5 separate regions of the Sus scrofa genome follow, and regions 2, 3, 4 and 5 are each linked to region 1. A link is a contact called in public Hi-C and HiChIP or PLAC-seq data. All regions are on one chromosome and are shown on one strand. Each heading gives the region's core, a stretch centred on a gene start, on an enhancer-like site or on the middle of the called end of the contact. The rest is flanking DNA. Distances are from core to core; before and after follow the strand shown. Region 1 holds the start of UFSP1 (inactive Ufm1-specific protease 1). Region 2 holds the start of IFT22 (intraflagellar transport protein 22 homolog). Region 3 holds the start of FIS1 (mitochondrial fission 1 protein). Region 4 holds the start of AP1S1 (AP-1 complex subunit sigma-1A). Region 5 holds the start of SERPINE1 (serpin family E member 1).

Region 1 (2,797 bases), core at 125-2,624:
GGAAACCTCGAAACAGGTGAGAATGGGCTGCCTAAATATTCTTGCTCCCTTTTGGGGTCAGCTCTCATCATCCTATCTTACCTCTTTCTTATCTCAAAGGATGGTCCGTGGAGACCCACGGGCCATTGTGGAATACCGTGACCTGGATGCTCCAGACGACGTGGATTTCTTTTGAGCCATCTTTTCCTCACTCCTGGTATCATCTACAAATATGACTGCTTTGTCCCATCCAACTCTGAGAAGTTTTTGTACGTTCAGCCTTACTGCCGATAAAAGCACTTCCACGGTCACACTCTTTACTTAGTGTATAATATACACCTCCCCACATTCTCCCAAAGATTGACTGGGGCCATGGGTAGCTGGGCCTTGCCACTTTATTGACACCAAAGGTCCCAGGTTTTGCTGGGACTTCCTGGGGGCCTGATGTCAGGCAGCCTCTGCCTTTGAGTTGGGGGTAGGTGAGTGTATATGGAACTAGAGATGTTTTGGTTCTGGGATCTTAGCCTCAGTCCAAGGCATTTCGCTGCTTTTCCGAGTTACAGCTGGTCAAGCACAGGTTGTAGAAGGAGTTGGGGTCAAAGGCTGTGCTTACCTCTTGCCAGCCCACCCACCCAGCAGCCTGTAATTCACTGGGGTTTTTCGGAGCACCCCAGCAGTGAGGGTCCAATACCAGGACATAGGCTTCTGTGCCTGGCCCCAGGCACACTCCCAACAAGGCCTTGGCCTGGGCATCTGCATCCCCGCCAACCATTACAGGCCCCCCGCCTCCTGCAAAGTGAGAGTAGAGCCTCTCCAGCTCCCCCTGAAGCCCTGCTCCACGGGGCACGTGGCATAGGCGCCCCTGAGGCCCCCCGAAATGATCCAGGCAGAGGCTGGCCTCTACACACCCGATCCAGCTCCGAGAGCCCCGGAAGCCGGGTGGCTTGTCTCCCATGTCCTCCAGGGCCGCCTGCACGGCAGCCAGCCCGGGTACCCCCGTCGGCCGGCCCTCTGGCCACGAGCACAAAGTCTGCAGAGTGCGGTAACCGCAGCCCCAGCCCCGGTCATCCAGGCCGTCGCAGCCGTAGTGGTAATAGAGGTAATGGCCCGAGAGGAGAGCCAGGCGAGCGGGGCCGCGGGCGGGCGGGTCCAGGCCCAAGTGGACATCCTTCAGCGGCTCCAGGGCGGTGGGTGGGCGCGGTGGTCGCTGGGCCGGGCAGGTGCGGTCTCCGTGCGGCGCGAAGCGAACTCCGGGCTCCAGCGCGTCCTCTCGGCCCCGAGGCTCGAGCCAGCTGCGGGCAGACTCGGCGTGCGGGCCCCACGTAGCAGCGGAGAGAGAGGCCGCCCCTTAACGTCGAGGCCGAGCCGCGGGGCTCCCACAATGCACCGCCGCGTCGCCGGCGTCACCGCGCAGGCGCGAGCTCCGCCTCGCGGGGCGGGCGCCGGCCCCCCCTCCCACGCCAGCGATCAATCCGTCCCACCGGCTTTCGCACCCACGCTTCCATTCACCCGGTGGTTGAGGCTTTCTTCCCAGATCCCAGCCCCAGTCGCGCACACTTCTGTGGCTGATAACAGTTTATTGGCAGCCCAGAGGGGCGAAGGCACCGTGGGGGAGGGGGCTCGGCCCGAGACATGCAGAGGGCGGGGAGCCCCAGGGGAAAGGTGGGTGGGCAGGGTCTAGGAATCCTCTCTGTTATATCCCAGCCCTTAAATAAATAGTATATACAGCTGGGGGGGCTGGGCGAGGCGGGCAGGGCAGAGGGACGTGGGGTCCCGCCTGGATCACAGGTCTGAGCAGCGATCCTGCTTGCTGTAATGGTCAAACTGGTTCTTCCAGTGCACCATGTAGGAGCTCCAGCGGTGGAACTCGGCCTTCCACTGGCGCTCCGCCTCGTCCAGCGTGTCTGCGGCCAGGGCGCCCGGCAAGTGGGTGCGGGGAGGACAATGGAAAGGAAGGGAATGGACGTGCGGGGGTGGGTGGGGGGCAGTTCGGGGAGGACACACGGAGAATGTAGGAGGCCATGTGGGATGGTGGAAAGAGGATCAGGAGAATATGCGAAAGAGGGAAGACGGAAGACCAGAAAGAGGACAAGGATAGAGGCGGGGCCGGAGAAGGATGGCGGGAAGGAGGAGGGAGGGGGAGAAAATGACCGGAAGACGGGCACAGAAGGGGTCAGAGGAGGAGGATCCGTGGGTTGGTGGGGAAAAGAGAAGAGACAGAAATGGTTGGCGGTTATAGCCCCACTGTGTGGTGCTATCTAGCCCCAGGGCCTCACTCTCTCCCCAACACCAAGCTCAGGCTCCAAAGAATAATTTTATATAAAAAAGAAAATTGGCTTTTTCATTTCCACTTAGACAACGAAGGCGTGTGGGTCCCTGAGATGGGTCACCGGTCCTCTCCAGCCCCCCAGCCCTGTCCAGTTTGAGTTTCTCGGTTTGAGGAGGGAGGGGGCGCTGGGTCGGAGATCCCTGAGTGGGGCCCTTCCCCACGGTCCGACCACTCTTTAGAGGAGGGGCCCCCTGAGGCCGGAGGGGGAAGAGGCCATGGTCACAGCCGCAGGAACCGGGAGAGGAAGAGGAGGAGGAGGGATAGGGGGAGGCCGGGCCTGGGCCTCGGGGCAGCCTCCCCGTGGGCGGGGCCTGAGCAGGTGCAGGGGGCCTCCGAGGCTGGGGGGAGAAGAGAGGGGTTATACCCTGCCGGCTCCCGCACCCCTCTCTCTCTCCGCGCCCCTTTCCCGTTCCTCCGCCCAGCCCTGCCTGCGGGCTTCTGCGTACCTGTGGCGCTGAGCAATTTGGGTAGGAAGCGGTTCCAGAAGGC
Region 2 (2,797 bases), core at 170-2,669, 250 kb after region 1:
TCATCCAAACTGCCAAGCAAATCAGTGTCATCTTTTTGTTTTGTGTTCCTGTGATTGTGAGGCTGAGCATCTTCTCATACTTACTGGTCAAGTCTATTTCTTGTGCACAGACTTTGCTAGATTATCTATTGAGCTGCTTCTCTTTTATTTACTCATTCTCAAACTTTCCTGTATGTTTGTTTTACCTATGAATCCTCGTTCTGTCATGCCTTTTTCTAATACTTTCCCCTGGCTTTAACTTTAATATTTCTTTTAAGGCTTCTTCATTTTTGTGTTGTTTTTAAGAAGACCTTCCCTGTCTCCAGATTCAAAACACATCTTTCGGAGTTCCCGTCGTGGTGCAGTGGTTAACGAATCTGACTAGGAACCATGAGGTTGCGGGTTCGGTCCCTGCCCTTGCTCAGTGGGTTAACAATCCGGCGTTGCCGTGAGCTGTAGTGTAGGTTGCAGACTCGGCTCGGATCCGCGTTTCTGTGGCTCTGGCGTAGGCCACTGGCTACAGCTCCGATTCAACCCCTAGCCTGGGAACCTCCATGTGCTTCGGGAGCAGCCCAAAGAAACAGCAAAAAGACAAAACAAACAAACAAACAAAAAAAACACATCTTTCCACATGTTCATCTACTATGGTGGTTCCTGGACAACCAGCATCAGCAAAAAATGCAAATTCTCAGGTCCCTCCCAGACCCACTGAATCATTAACTCTGGGATAGGATGGGCAAAGTGTGCTATTAACAAGACCACAAGGCAATTCTGATGCGTGCTGAAGTTGAAGAGTTATTCGTTTACTACTAACAAAATTGTTTTACACATTTATTCTTGTGTACGGTGTGAAGTACAAAGCTAGATTTAATCCCACTCCTCCCTCTCCCCGACTGCCACACACATTAAAAGCTAACTGTTCCACGACCACGTAATCGATAAGTTTTTCCTCCGTTTTTTTCTCACCCGGCAGACATATTTCATTAGGGATAGTCATGGGCGCAAAGGAGAGTCGTGAGATCTAGGTTCTGATTCCATAATGCCACTCACTACCTTGGGCCTTCAGGCCTTAGTACAACCGAGTCAAGGTCTGGGAGCCCCGAGTTCAAGGTGAAGCCAGCAGCTCACACCAGGGTGGGCGCGGTAGGACTGGGCTCCCGGCTCCTGTGGGGCTTTGGGCGCAAAACACGGCCGCTGGGGGCGACCCCGCGCTGGTCTGCCCGGCTTGCCGCCCCGCAGGCTCCGGCCTCACCTCGCAGGGCCCCACGAAGAGGATCTTGGCCTTCAGCATCGCCGTCCACCGTCTGCAGGCCCCCTGGAGCCCACCTGGGCGCTGCCCGAGTCAGAGTGGTCCTCAGGGCGGAGCTGAAGTCGCCGCGCTGGTTGGCTGCTTTCGTCCCCATGGAGACGGGAGCGGCCGCGGGGGCCGACGGGAGTGGGCGGGTTCCTACGGGGGCGGAGCTAGGCGCACCAAGGGCTCTGGTATCCTCTGCTGGCTCCCTGATGCACAACGTGAGCTTCGGATTGGAGGTGGGCGGCAAGGCAAAGGAAGAGGGTGGGAAGGAAACAAAAAATCCGGATCCATTTTTGATTCTGAGCAGTGGAGCCCGCAGAGCTCACCAATCTGGCATCACACTTTGCAGGGAGGAGGCGGAATGTGGATCCCCAATCTCCTTTACTCCGCCCTCTAACCCCAAAAGAGGTCAAACAGGCCAAACAGCAGGTGAGGTGGTGTTGGAACCAGCCTCTGACGCTTTTATCACTCTGGCATGATACTGCCCACCTTGGGAACGGAGTTATCCTATCCTTGGCCCAGTCTAGAAAAGGTCAGGGGAAAACGAGTCTCTAAATAGAGATTCACCCCTCACTGGCTTTTGGATAATCTGGGAGAAACGAAAAGGATTGTAATGCTTCGGCCTTGTTCGCTGTCAGTGCAGGTGTCTGAACGCATTGCTGTTAAATTCAGTCATTAGGGCAGCTTTAAATTACAGGGCCGGTACAGAATTTTGGGTGAGGCCTTGAAATTGTATCTGTGTGCCAAGCGTGCCAATACAAAATATGCTAGACCCCCCAGAATGCTAGCATAACGAAAATAAGTAAATAAATCCAATACCAAATCTTTGTTTGAATTGCAAAGAACTTTTTTGCAGTACAAACTGAACTGTAAGGAAGAGTCTGCCCCAACTTAAAGGTGTCGTTAATTGATAAATATCTTTTGAATGCCTGCTGTATACCAGGCACTCTTCTAGGTACTGAGGATGTGCCTGTACCTCTTGAGGCTTTCACTCCAGTGGAGTAGATGGATATTAAGTAAACAAGTTAACAACTTAGTCTCTGGTAGAGACAATTTTAGACGTTGGTAAGTGCTATGAATAAAAATAAATCACTGAAGAGGTGAGGAGTGTGAAGGAGCCAATTTTGGATGGTGTAGTGAAGGCAAGACCTTGCTGCAGAGGTGACATTAAAGGAGAAAGCTAAGGCGTTCCCAGCATGGCTTAGCGGAAATGAATCTGACTAGCATCCATAAGGACAAAGTTTCGATCCCTGTCCTCAGTCAGTGGGTTAAGGACCTGGCGTTGCTGAGCTGTGCTCACTCGCACATACCCAAAGCTAAGTGAAGAGAGGGCTCAAATTAACCATGTTAAGATCTAGGGGAAGAGCATTCCAGCAGAACAGCAGGGCAAAGATACTGAGGCGGAAATAAACTTGGCATATTCTGAAAACGGCACATAGGGCTGGTGACATGGGTGCAGGAAGAATAAGGGGATGGCAGGAAGTGCTGTTGGAGAGATTAAGTAAGACTTTGGAAGTGGATGCT
Region 3 (2,797 bases), core at 162-2,661, 210 kb after region 1:
TGAAAGAGGCCAGTGGTGGTAGAGGGTGATGGCAAGGGAGGGCTGGGGAGCCAGCTTAGCACCTCACCCTCCAGCAGAGCAAGGCCTTTACGGATGTCATCGTTGTACTTGCTTCGCACCAGACACCAGGCATATTCAAACTGCGTGCTCTTGGACACCGAGCCTGCTGCCTTCTCAGACTGAAATTTCCTTTCAAATTTCTGCCACAGGAGAGGAGAGGAGTCATTTAGAAATGAAGGGGGTAAGCCACTCTCTATCAGGACCTTCGTGTCCCTTTCCTCATTACCCTCCATCTTTCCCTCTGCCACATTTTCCTTGTCGGTTGTGGGGTCTAGTATCCCTGGTTCTGCCATCTCCATCCCTCGGCCCAGGCATTCTGCTTCTTAGCAGTGGGCTGTCTGTCTCCTTGGATGGTCCCCCCTCTGCTCCCCTCCCCCTAGTGGCACCGAGTGGAGATGCCACCTGGTGGCAGTTCCAGGCACCGCTCCCGGAGCAGCTGACCCCGTGAGGCTGAACAGTAAACAAGCTGTCAGAACTGCTCAACAACAGCCCACGCACTCTCTAGTCGGAGACTGCTTCTCCCATCCCCACCCTGCCGGGTTTGGACCCCTTCTTATCTGCAAAACAGGAACAAAAATAGTGCCTACCTCCTACTAGAGCTACAAAGATTGAGATATCCCCTGCCAGGCACCGTGCCGGGTTCAGTGAGCAATTTATGAAACTTTATGGTGGTCGCCCTGTTACCATGCCACGAGAGCACTCAAAAAACAGGTGCTCCCTGACCTCCTAGATCCTGCACGGACCCAGCCCCCATCAGGCTCCAGGCCCTGAATCTGAGGCGTGGTAGCACAGGAAACTACATCTCACATTAGCCTCTGGGGCAAACTGGAACCTCTAGGCAGCAGCCGGACGCTGCAGGGGCTGCCGGGAACCGTAGTTCGGCTTCCCAGGGCAAAGCTGATGCTGGGAGGAGGGTTTGGCCCCTACCCCACTCTCCTGAGGGCCCGCCCTTCCGAATCTTCCTGTTCCCTCCCTCGGGGCCGGGCCTCACCAGCAGATCCTCCACAGACACCAACTCGTTCAGCACGGCCTCCATGGCCGTCGGCCTCGCAATCCTCACTACTCAGACGCTACTGTGCCACAGTCTCCATGGCCCACTGACAGGGGCGGAGAGCCATTTCCGGCGTCCGGCGGAAGTCAGACCCCCCCCCCCTGAGCAGAACCAATCGCTTTACGTGGCCGACTCCGAGCCCGCCTTTCAGCCGGCTGGTGGGTGGGGTTACTGATGCGCATGCTCCAACAGGTCTCGCGGGAGCCGGCTGCGTCCTCAAGACTGTCTTCGAGGGTACTCTGCGTGCGCCTCAGAATACTGAGGTTGCCTCAATAAAGTCTGAGACTACGTCTTGGTAATTGACCCCTGGACTGATAACAGCGTAAAGAGAAGGTGGGGAACTAGGCATGGATCACATAATTTTAGGGACCAGTCTAATCTACCCTCCGCCCCTCAGCTCTCTCCTCTGAGGTACCTAGGACGCTAGCGAATACGTGACCTTTCAGTACCTGTAAGAAAATTATAACTAGTACCAGAGTTTCCAGGGCCCCTGCTGCCTCTTACAATGCAAGAGGAAAGAAAATGGATCTGTTAAGCGTACACCCAGAAACTGTGGTGGGGGTTGGGGGGGGATACTATGAATGAGAATTTAAAGAAAAGCTGTTGTCGTTGCTTGCACAGAGGGTCCAATCTTTTAAATATTATTTGATAGAGCATCCTCTGGGTGTACCCAAGGAGGAAAGGCCGGCCAAGTGGGGTTATGGGCAATAAGGACCTTGACAGTGAGAAGCAACAAAGCATGAAAAGGGGAAATGCTGCTGGCTGCTCTGGCATCTGTGTTCTGTGCAGTGAGGGGACTGGGTAGGTAGTGATTTTCAAATTCTTTTTACCTTGACCCTCAGTGCTCTAGTAGACATGTGAATATAAGTTCCATGGACAGAGACTATCTTGTTTGTCTCTGCCGTCTCCGGCTCCTAGCACAAGGTAACAAGTAAATCTTTGTTGAATAAACAGGAAATAAAGCCAACAACAGTAATGAAGGCAGTGCACATGCAGGGGATTATCATCCAAACACCTTTCCTGTTCGCAAAGCCCCTTGAATTTATTTCCCCCTCATAATAGCCTTGTGAGTTATGTAGGCAAATTATTCTTCTCTGTTTGGCTTGGACAGTTGAAATGACTTTGACATGAGCTCAGTAAACTTTGAGAGAAACCTTAGTTTAGGGAACTGGCTCCAGAACAGTCAAGGAGAAAAATTTGCATTCATTGAAAGACGTATTGAACACCTAATTTTGGCTGGGCCTTGGGGTAGGCAGAGAGAATAAAAAGACATACCTAATATGAGGTAGATGGGTGACAACAGGAAACGGCAAGTACTGGCAAGGCAGGGAATATAAGAAAGCAGAAGGGCATTATGTCTTTTTGCCTTTTCTAGGGCCGTACCTGAGGCATATGGAGGTTCCCAGGCTAGGGGTCCAATCGGAGCTGTAGCCGCTGGCCTACGCCAGAGCCACAGCAACATGGGATCCGAGCCGCATCTGCGACCTACACCACAGCTCATGGCAATGCTGGATCCTTAACCCACTGAGCGAGGCCAGGGATCGAACCCCTAACCTCATGGTTCTCAGTCGGATTCATTAACCACTGAGCCACGACAGTAACTCCCAAAAGGGCATTATTTCTATCAGGACGTTACTCCCCTTGGGTGACCTGCTGCACCTTATCCATTTTTGTATCTGTTGTAGC
Region 4 (2,797 bases), core at 119-2,618, 150 kb after region 1:
CTTGCTTTATTGATATAATTCTTGACCTAAAAAATAACACCAAGAGAGTTCAGCCGACATCGTTGGCAAGACTATGATACAGGCAGAGGAGAAAGGGAAAAGAAAAAGAAAGGAAGAAAAAATAGTAGAAGGAAGAGGGTGGAAAAAGCAAATAGTCGTAATCCCTACCCAAATCAGGTGTTTACAGTGTGTCAGATATATACAGCCTGAAATCAGACTTGCAGGGTAGGTAATGCTATCTTCGTTTTTAAAATGAGGAAAGGAGGGTTAAATGATCCACTTGAGGAGTTCCCTGGTGGCCTAGAGGGTTAAGGATCTGGTGGCTTGGATCTCTGCTGTGGCGAGGGTTGGATTACCTGGCCTGGGCACATCTGCATGCTGTGAGAGCAGTACCCCCCCCCAAATGACCCACTTGAGACTATACATCAAATAAGAATCAGAGACCAGATTGCATCCCAGGTGAATTAGGCCCACCCTCTGGCAACTAAAGCATATTACCTCCATAACAAAGAGTAAAGGAAAAAGAATACAAAGTGGAGACAGGTAGGACCTTACCAACAACTGCTTCAAGTGCTGCTCATAAGTAATAGCACCATTAATTTCCAAGAATTATCTAGAAATATGCCATTTTTTCAGCAAGTTTGAGATTTTCTTACCTATTTATATGCAAACTCCTTTACACACACAAGCATACACACTCAAACATGCACATCCTCAGCCAAAAAGCTTGTATGACAATTCTCATCTTTACACTTGTGTCTGGGTTACAACTGACCCTTTCCTAGCTTTGATTTATGCTAACCTTTTAAAATTTTCTCGACTTCTTCCTCTTTTGCCTTAATTCATGCTCCCCCTCTTCCTTACATCAGTTTTCTATCAGCCCCTCCTTTTTCTTTTATTTCTGGTCTCTCTCATTACCTACAAATCTCTCTTACTTTGAGTGTTGCATCTAGCAGGTTCTCAGTAGATATCTATTTTGAGCTCCATACTTTTCTCAAGCTTGCCCCCCCCACCCTTTGTCTTCGCCTTTCTCATCATTCTTCCTTCCCCACAGACAGTTCCCACCTTGTTCCCTCTCAGTCGCCCACGCCCCTTCCATTAAACCACCCTACTTCCTCATGAACTCCAGCGGTCATCTCACCCATCTCTCACCCCTTTTCCCGCCTTTTCCCCCCAAGGTTCCAAAGCGCGAGGACCTCATTGTCCTCCTCCCCCGTCCTCCAACCAGCCCACAAGACAGCCTTGTTACCATGACGACAGAGCTAATCAAAGCTGAAGTCGAGGACCTGGTTGCCATGGCTTCCGCTTCTCCGCCCCCCAGCCCCGCCTGCGCGCCCTGCAGCGTTGGCGCCTGCGCAGTACGCATCGCATGGGTTCTCCGTGCCGGGGCGGACGGGGCGGGGCTTCAAGCGTGAGGGAGGGAAGGAGGCGAAGGGATCTGAAAGGGAGTGGAGCTGGCGCCTACGGTGGCTGAAGAGGGACGCGCAGGGCCGGAGGCTGCAGGATGGTAGGCTGTGCAAAGAGGGAGGGGAGGGGGAACCGAGGGGCGTGGGCTGCACCTGCGGGGGTCCTGGGGGGCCGCCCTCTGTGTGAGCCGTTTCCTTCCCTCCGGTCCTCAGAGGCCTTTACTTATCCGGACGGGTGGGCCAGCCGGCCTCGAAAGGAAGAGCAGCTGGAAATGGCTTAAGGGCAAAGGGGCGGGGAGGGGGCACATTTGTGGGGTGAGAGGGTGACTAGGGGGCGGCGGGACTGGCCCGGGCGAGCGGGAACGCGCGGGTCGCGAACCCAGTGGTCCCGAGCCCTGCCACAGGGAAGTCGCCTGAGGAAGAGCGGCACCGGGGCCTGTCGGAGGAGGAAGGCAGAGGGGGGTCTCGGGTCACCCAGACTGACTGTACCCGTGCAGCCCACAGAGAAGCGGCGGCCGCCGGCGGGGAGGGCCGTGTGTGTGGGAGGGGATAGTTTCCGGGTGTGACGAGGGGACGTCCTGCCGCGGTTTGCCGCCCTGCTCACCTAGAGGCTGGAGTGAGGTGGGAAAGCCAAGTGGTCTCGAGGTTTTGCTCTCGGGGACCCAGCTTTTGGCTCCTCGGCTCGCGTGCTCTGGCCTCTCCGCCCCCACCTCATCCTCTTTCCGGAACCCAGGCCTTCCGTCTTCCTGCTGCCCGGCCCACCCCCCATCTTAGCGGAGCACGGCTCCCTTCAGCCCCTCCGTGGCCCTCCCACCACGCTAGCAGTGCTACCCCTTCCCTGCCAGCAAAAAAAAAAAATCGGTTCTCTTGAATTCTGATCTTTAGCCTGCTAGTGTTGTTCCACATCCCCAGGATTCCGGCCCTGGGAATGTACACGGAGACAAGAGCTAGTGGGTGAGGGAGATGACTCCAGGTGTGACCCAGACCCCTGGAACTGGGAAGCTGCCGGCGGGGTTTGCGGGGTTTACGGGGTCGAGGGTTCTGCACTCTTCCCCACTCCACCCTCTTGCACTTGTTCCACAACATTCCCTAGGGGAGCCACTCTGAATGGCTGTGTCCAAACTGAGGAACTGGAAGGGAAATTGGTCACCTGGTATCTGGGGAGGTGTGGGCGTTGTAGCAGGTGGCACCCTGAAAGGAAGAAAAGAGGAATCTCAGAGGCCAAATGCCTGGGTGGCTGAGGAGAGAGGAGGGTGGAATCATGTGCTGACATGAAGGAGACCCTGGGGCATAGGCCTGGCACTGGCGGGCAGTGTGTTGGGGACATCAGCTAGGGTATCTGGCTGGGATGGGGTGTTGAACTGAGGTAGCTTCTCGAGGGATGAGATACC
Region 5 (2,797 bases), core at 95-2,594, 130 kb after region 1:
GCTGTGGTTGCCCTTGGTATCTGTTTACTGAAAAAATCCAAAACAAACATCCCCACGCTTCCACCCACTTAAACTTCCTGTGACTCTGCTACTGGCTGTCTCCATGGAGACTCTCCATGAATCCCACCACCTACACAAAGTATATGATGATGTGGCCCCCCCAGGTCAAGGGCACCCCCGCCCCCACCCCAGGACCTCCTCTGTCCAGAACATTAGGCCACACAGCCAAGAGTACCTGATCCCACCAGATCCCTAAATGCACCTACACACTCCCCTCTGGCCAAAGTCCACCATGTCTACAAGTCTTTGGCCTCTTCTCCGCCCCGAACCCCAGAGCCCAAAAGCACACCCCGCAGACCCACTGGGAATTGATGCCCTTACTTGGATCCCACTGCCTCCCGCCGCTCCAGCCCTCCGAACAGCTGTGTCTGGAGGAAAAGCCGAAGGCATAATTGTCTCCAGTCACAGCAGGCAGCTTAGAGAAGCTTAGAGAAATCAAACCTACACGTTGGGCTCCTACTTCCCTGCCCAGGCTTGACTCCTTTACTTTGGTGACCCAGCACCCCACCCAGCACACCTCAAACCCCAGCCAGACAGGGCCGTTGACACAAAGGAGCGCCCTGGGGGCGCCACCAAAGTCTGGACACGTGGGGGAGTCAGCTGCGAATCACCCACCGGTGGCAGGCACTTGGCAGGAAAGATGGGAGGGAACCCTCTGCCAGGCTCATGTCCTAGACAGTCAAAGCCCAGACAATCACATGGCACGCTCTGTGCCCTCCGGCTGCTGGGATGCGGCCAAGAGGAGGGTGGGACATGCTTCCCAATTCAGCCAGTGCACGGGGCTGGCAGATAAAATTTGCAGGCTCTTTTAGCTTCTTTGATAACTTTGCAGGGACTTGTTTCTCCAAAGGAAAAGGAGGAAGTGTAAACTGTTTCCCAGGGCCCAGCCTGGGAAGGTGCACACTGGGTGTTTTTGGTCCTCTGGCTCCGCCAGGGGTCAAGGCTAGCATAACATCCAGCAGCGAAGGGTGGCAAAGTCAAGGGTGGCCCTTAGGCCACAGCAACCAGGGTTTGCTCAATTGTTCTGGAGCCCTCTCCCTCACGTACACACGCAGGGCTGCACGCACACACACGCGCGCAGACACACACACACACACACACACACACACACACACACACGCCTCAGTGAGTCCCAACAAGCCCCCCCCCCTCCCCTGGGCTGATGTTCAGACAACTTCCAGAGCCAGAAAGTAGGTGGGGCCAAACCATGAGTTAATCTATTTCCGGCCCACATCGGGTATAAAGGGAGGCAGCAGCCTGCAGGGGAACACAACTGCTTCTGGCTGCAGAGTCAAGAACGCTGTCAAGGGAGCCACACCCCCTGGCCCGCAGAGGAATCGCCGTCAGCAAGAGGCAGCAAGAGGATTGAGTCGCCAGCCAGTTACAAGGCACCTTGAGACTTTCAGGTAAGAGAAAAGCACACTCCTTCATCTCAGACCTTGGGCTACAGCGGAGAACACCCCTCTGCAGAATCTGGCCCGCGACCTGCAATGTTCCTCTTTCTGGTTCCCCCTGCAGCCCTGTGTTGACCCTGTCGTAGCGTGATCACAGGGGAGGTGGTGAAGGTGGCCCCACCAACGATCCCACCACCCAGAAACAAGGGCCTCCACTCTCTGACCCTCTCCACCAAGACCCACCCCTTTCCCTCCTCAGGAAAGGGGTTTTTCATGCCTGCCAACTTGAATGAAACAACATGAAAGCCTTAGAAGGGAATTAAAACGCAGCATGCGAATGCAAGATGTTATTAGAATTCAGCCTTTCAGCCTCCTGGAAAGGAGATTTTCTGGAGGGTGGTGCCAGTGGGTTCCAAGAGTCCCACACGTGAAAAAGGCATGTAAGTCTCCCTGGGGGAGTTCTCCTGTGGCACAGCAGGTTAAGGATCTGGCGTTGTCACTGCAGTGGCTTGGGTGACTGCTATGGCATGGGTTTGATCCCTGGCCCAGGAACTTCCACATGCCACCTGTGCAACCAAAACAAAACAAAACAAAACAAAACAAAACAAAAAAACAGTCTCCCTGGAGCTGAGGCAGAGGAGAAAAGGCTTAGGATCTGATCCCATCAAGGTTTGTTAATGAACCTGGACCTTGTATTCACTTATCACCTGCCAGCAGCACATTCAGGGAGCCTGGCCCGTGGCTGGGGTGCCATCAGTCCTCCCCACTCACCATTCTTCCAGAACCGTTCCCTCATCTGATCCTTTTCCTCTTGCTCTAGGATGCGGATGTCGCTGGTCTTTGCCTGCCTAGCGATGGGCCTGGCCCTTATCTTTGCCGAAGGCTCTGCCTCCTCCCATCACCAGTCTCTGGCAGCCCGCCTGGCCACAGACTTTGGAGTGAAGGTGTTTCGGCAGGTGGTACAGGCCTCCAAGGACCGCAACGTGGTTTTCTCACCCTATGGGGTGGCCTCCGTCCTGGCCATGCTGCAGCTGACCACGGCGGGAGACACCCAGCAGCAGATCCAAGAGGCCATGCAGTTCAAGATTGAGGGTGAGCGATGGGGCAGAGTGGGGGGCGGGCACTCCAGCAGTCTTCCCAGGACAGGGGCGTAACCCACCAGAAGGGCTGACCCAGCTTAGTCACTGGGACCACCGCATCTTCTTCCCTCCACATCCCGCGTCACTTGGCTTTGGGCCGGGTCACCAGTGGATCTGGTGTAAAAGAGCCTGGCCTCCCCACCCCGGAACTGTGTGAACTTAACCCCTCTGAACCTGAGTTTCCTCATCTGCAAAATGGGGACA

The links. Hi-C and Micro-C count contacts between places; a contact is called where the count stands out from the background. HiChIP or PLAC-seq counts read pairs in DNA pulled down with a chosen protein or histone mark.
Region 2: an H3K27ac HiChIP or PLAC-seq map of alveolar macrophages shows a contact between it and region 1. The contact joins the promoter of IFT22 here to the promoter of UFSP1 in region 1. A contact is called at or near these places in 1 of 5 promoter capture datasets (liver), 2 of 47 Hi-C or Micro-C datasets (embryonic fibroblasts and subcutaneous adipose tissue) and 1 of 2 datasets of contacts at active chromatin or transcription factors (alveolar macrophages).
Region 3: a contact with region 1 is called in an H3K27ac HiChIP or PLAC-seq map of alveolar macrophages. The contact joins the promoter of FIS1 here to the promoter of UFSP1 in region 1. A contact is called at or near these places in 1 of 5 promoter capture datasets (fetal liver), 1 of 47 Hi-C or Micro-C datasets (embryonic fibroblasts) and 1 of 2 datasets of contacts at active chromatin or transcription factors (alveolar macrophages).
Region 4: a contact with region 1 is called in a Hi-C map of liver, with 3 times the contacts expected there. The contact joins the promoter of AP1S1 here to the promoter of UFSP1 in region 1. A contact is called at or near these places in 3 of 5 promoter capture datasets (fetal liver, liver and skeletal muscle), 12 of 47 Hi-C or Micro-C datasets (embryonic fibroblasts, fetal liver, heart right ventricle and 7 more) and 2 of 2 datasets of contacts at active chromatin or transcription factors (alveolar macrophages and skeletal muscle).
Region 5: an H3K27ac HiChIP or PLAC-seq map of alveolar macrophages shows a contact between it and region 1. The contact joins the promoter of SERPINE1 here to the promoter of UFSP1 in region 1. A contact is called at or near these places in 1 of 5 promoter capture datasets (fetal skeletal muscle), 2 of 47 Hi-C or Micro-C datasets (embryonic fibroblasts and fetal liver) and 2 of 2 datasets of contacts at active chromatin or transcription factors (alveolar macrophages and skeletal muscle).

Annotation. Positions count from the first base shown.
Region 1 is chr3:8,730,915-8,733,711 of Sscrofa11.1, forward strand. UFSP1 (inactive Ufm1-specific protease 1) reads right to left here and starts at 1,375. Exons shown (of 1, transcript XM_003354480.4): 1 at 357-1,375. The coding sequence starts at 934. The coding sequence ends at 506. It overlaps SRRT (serrate RNA effector molecule homolog), which reads left to right. Exons shown (of 21, transcript XM_003354479.3): 20 at 1-16; 21 at 100-290. The coding sequence ends at 175. ACHE (acetylcholinesterase) reads right to left here. Exons shown (of 5, transcript XM_003354481.4): 4 at 2,755-2,797; 5 at 1,537-1,883. The coding sequence ends at 1,762.
Region 2 is chr3:8,980,216-8,983,012 of Sscrofa11.1, forward strand. IFT22 (intraflagellar transport protein 22 homolog) reads right to left here and starts at 1,420. Exons shown (of 5, transcript XM_003124380.4): 1 at 1,232-1,420. The coding sequence starts at 1,270.
Region 3 is chr3:8,940,691-8,943,487 of Sscrofa11.1, forward strand. It overlaps FIS1 (mitochondrial fission 1 protein), which reads right to left and starts at 1,412. Exons shown (of 5, transcript XM_021086263.1): 1 at 1,052-1,412; 2 at 68-200. The coding sequence starts at 1,096. It overlaps LOC102164200 (a long non-coding RNA gene), which reads left to right and starts at 1,294. Exons shown (of 3, transcript XR_300534.3): 1 at 1,294-1,444.
Region 4 is chr3:8,879,625-8,882,421 of Sscrofa11.1, forward strand. AP1S1 (AP-1 complex subunit sigma-1A) reads left to right here and starts at 1,369. Exons shown (of 5, transcript XM_021086258.1): 1 at 1,369-1,507. The coding sequence starts at 1,505. LOC110259888 (a long non-coding RNA gene) reads right to left here and starts at 2,140. Exons shown (of 4, transcript XR_002342304.1): 1 at 2,011-2,140.
Region 5 is chr3:8,862,394-8,865,190 of Sscrofa11.1, forward strand. SERPINE1 (serpin family E member 1) reads left to right here and starts at 1,345. Exons shown (of 10, transcript NM_213910.1): 1 at 1,345-1,466; 2 at 2,275-2,546. The coding sequence starts at 2,276. The region is part of intron 2 of LOC110259888 (a long non-coding RNA gene); the gene reads right to left.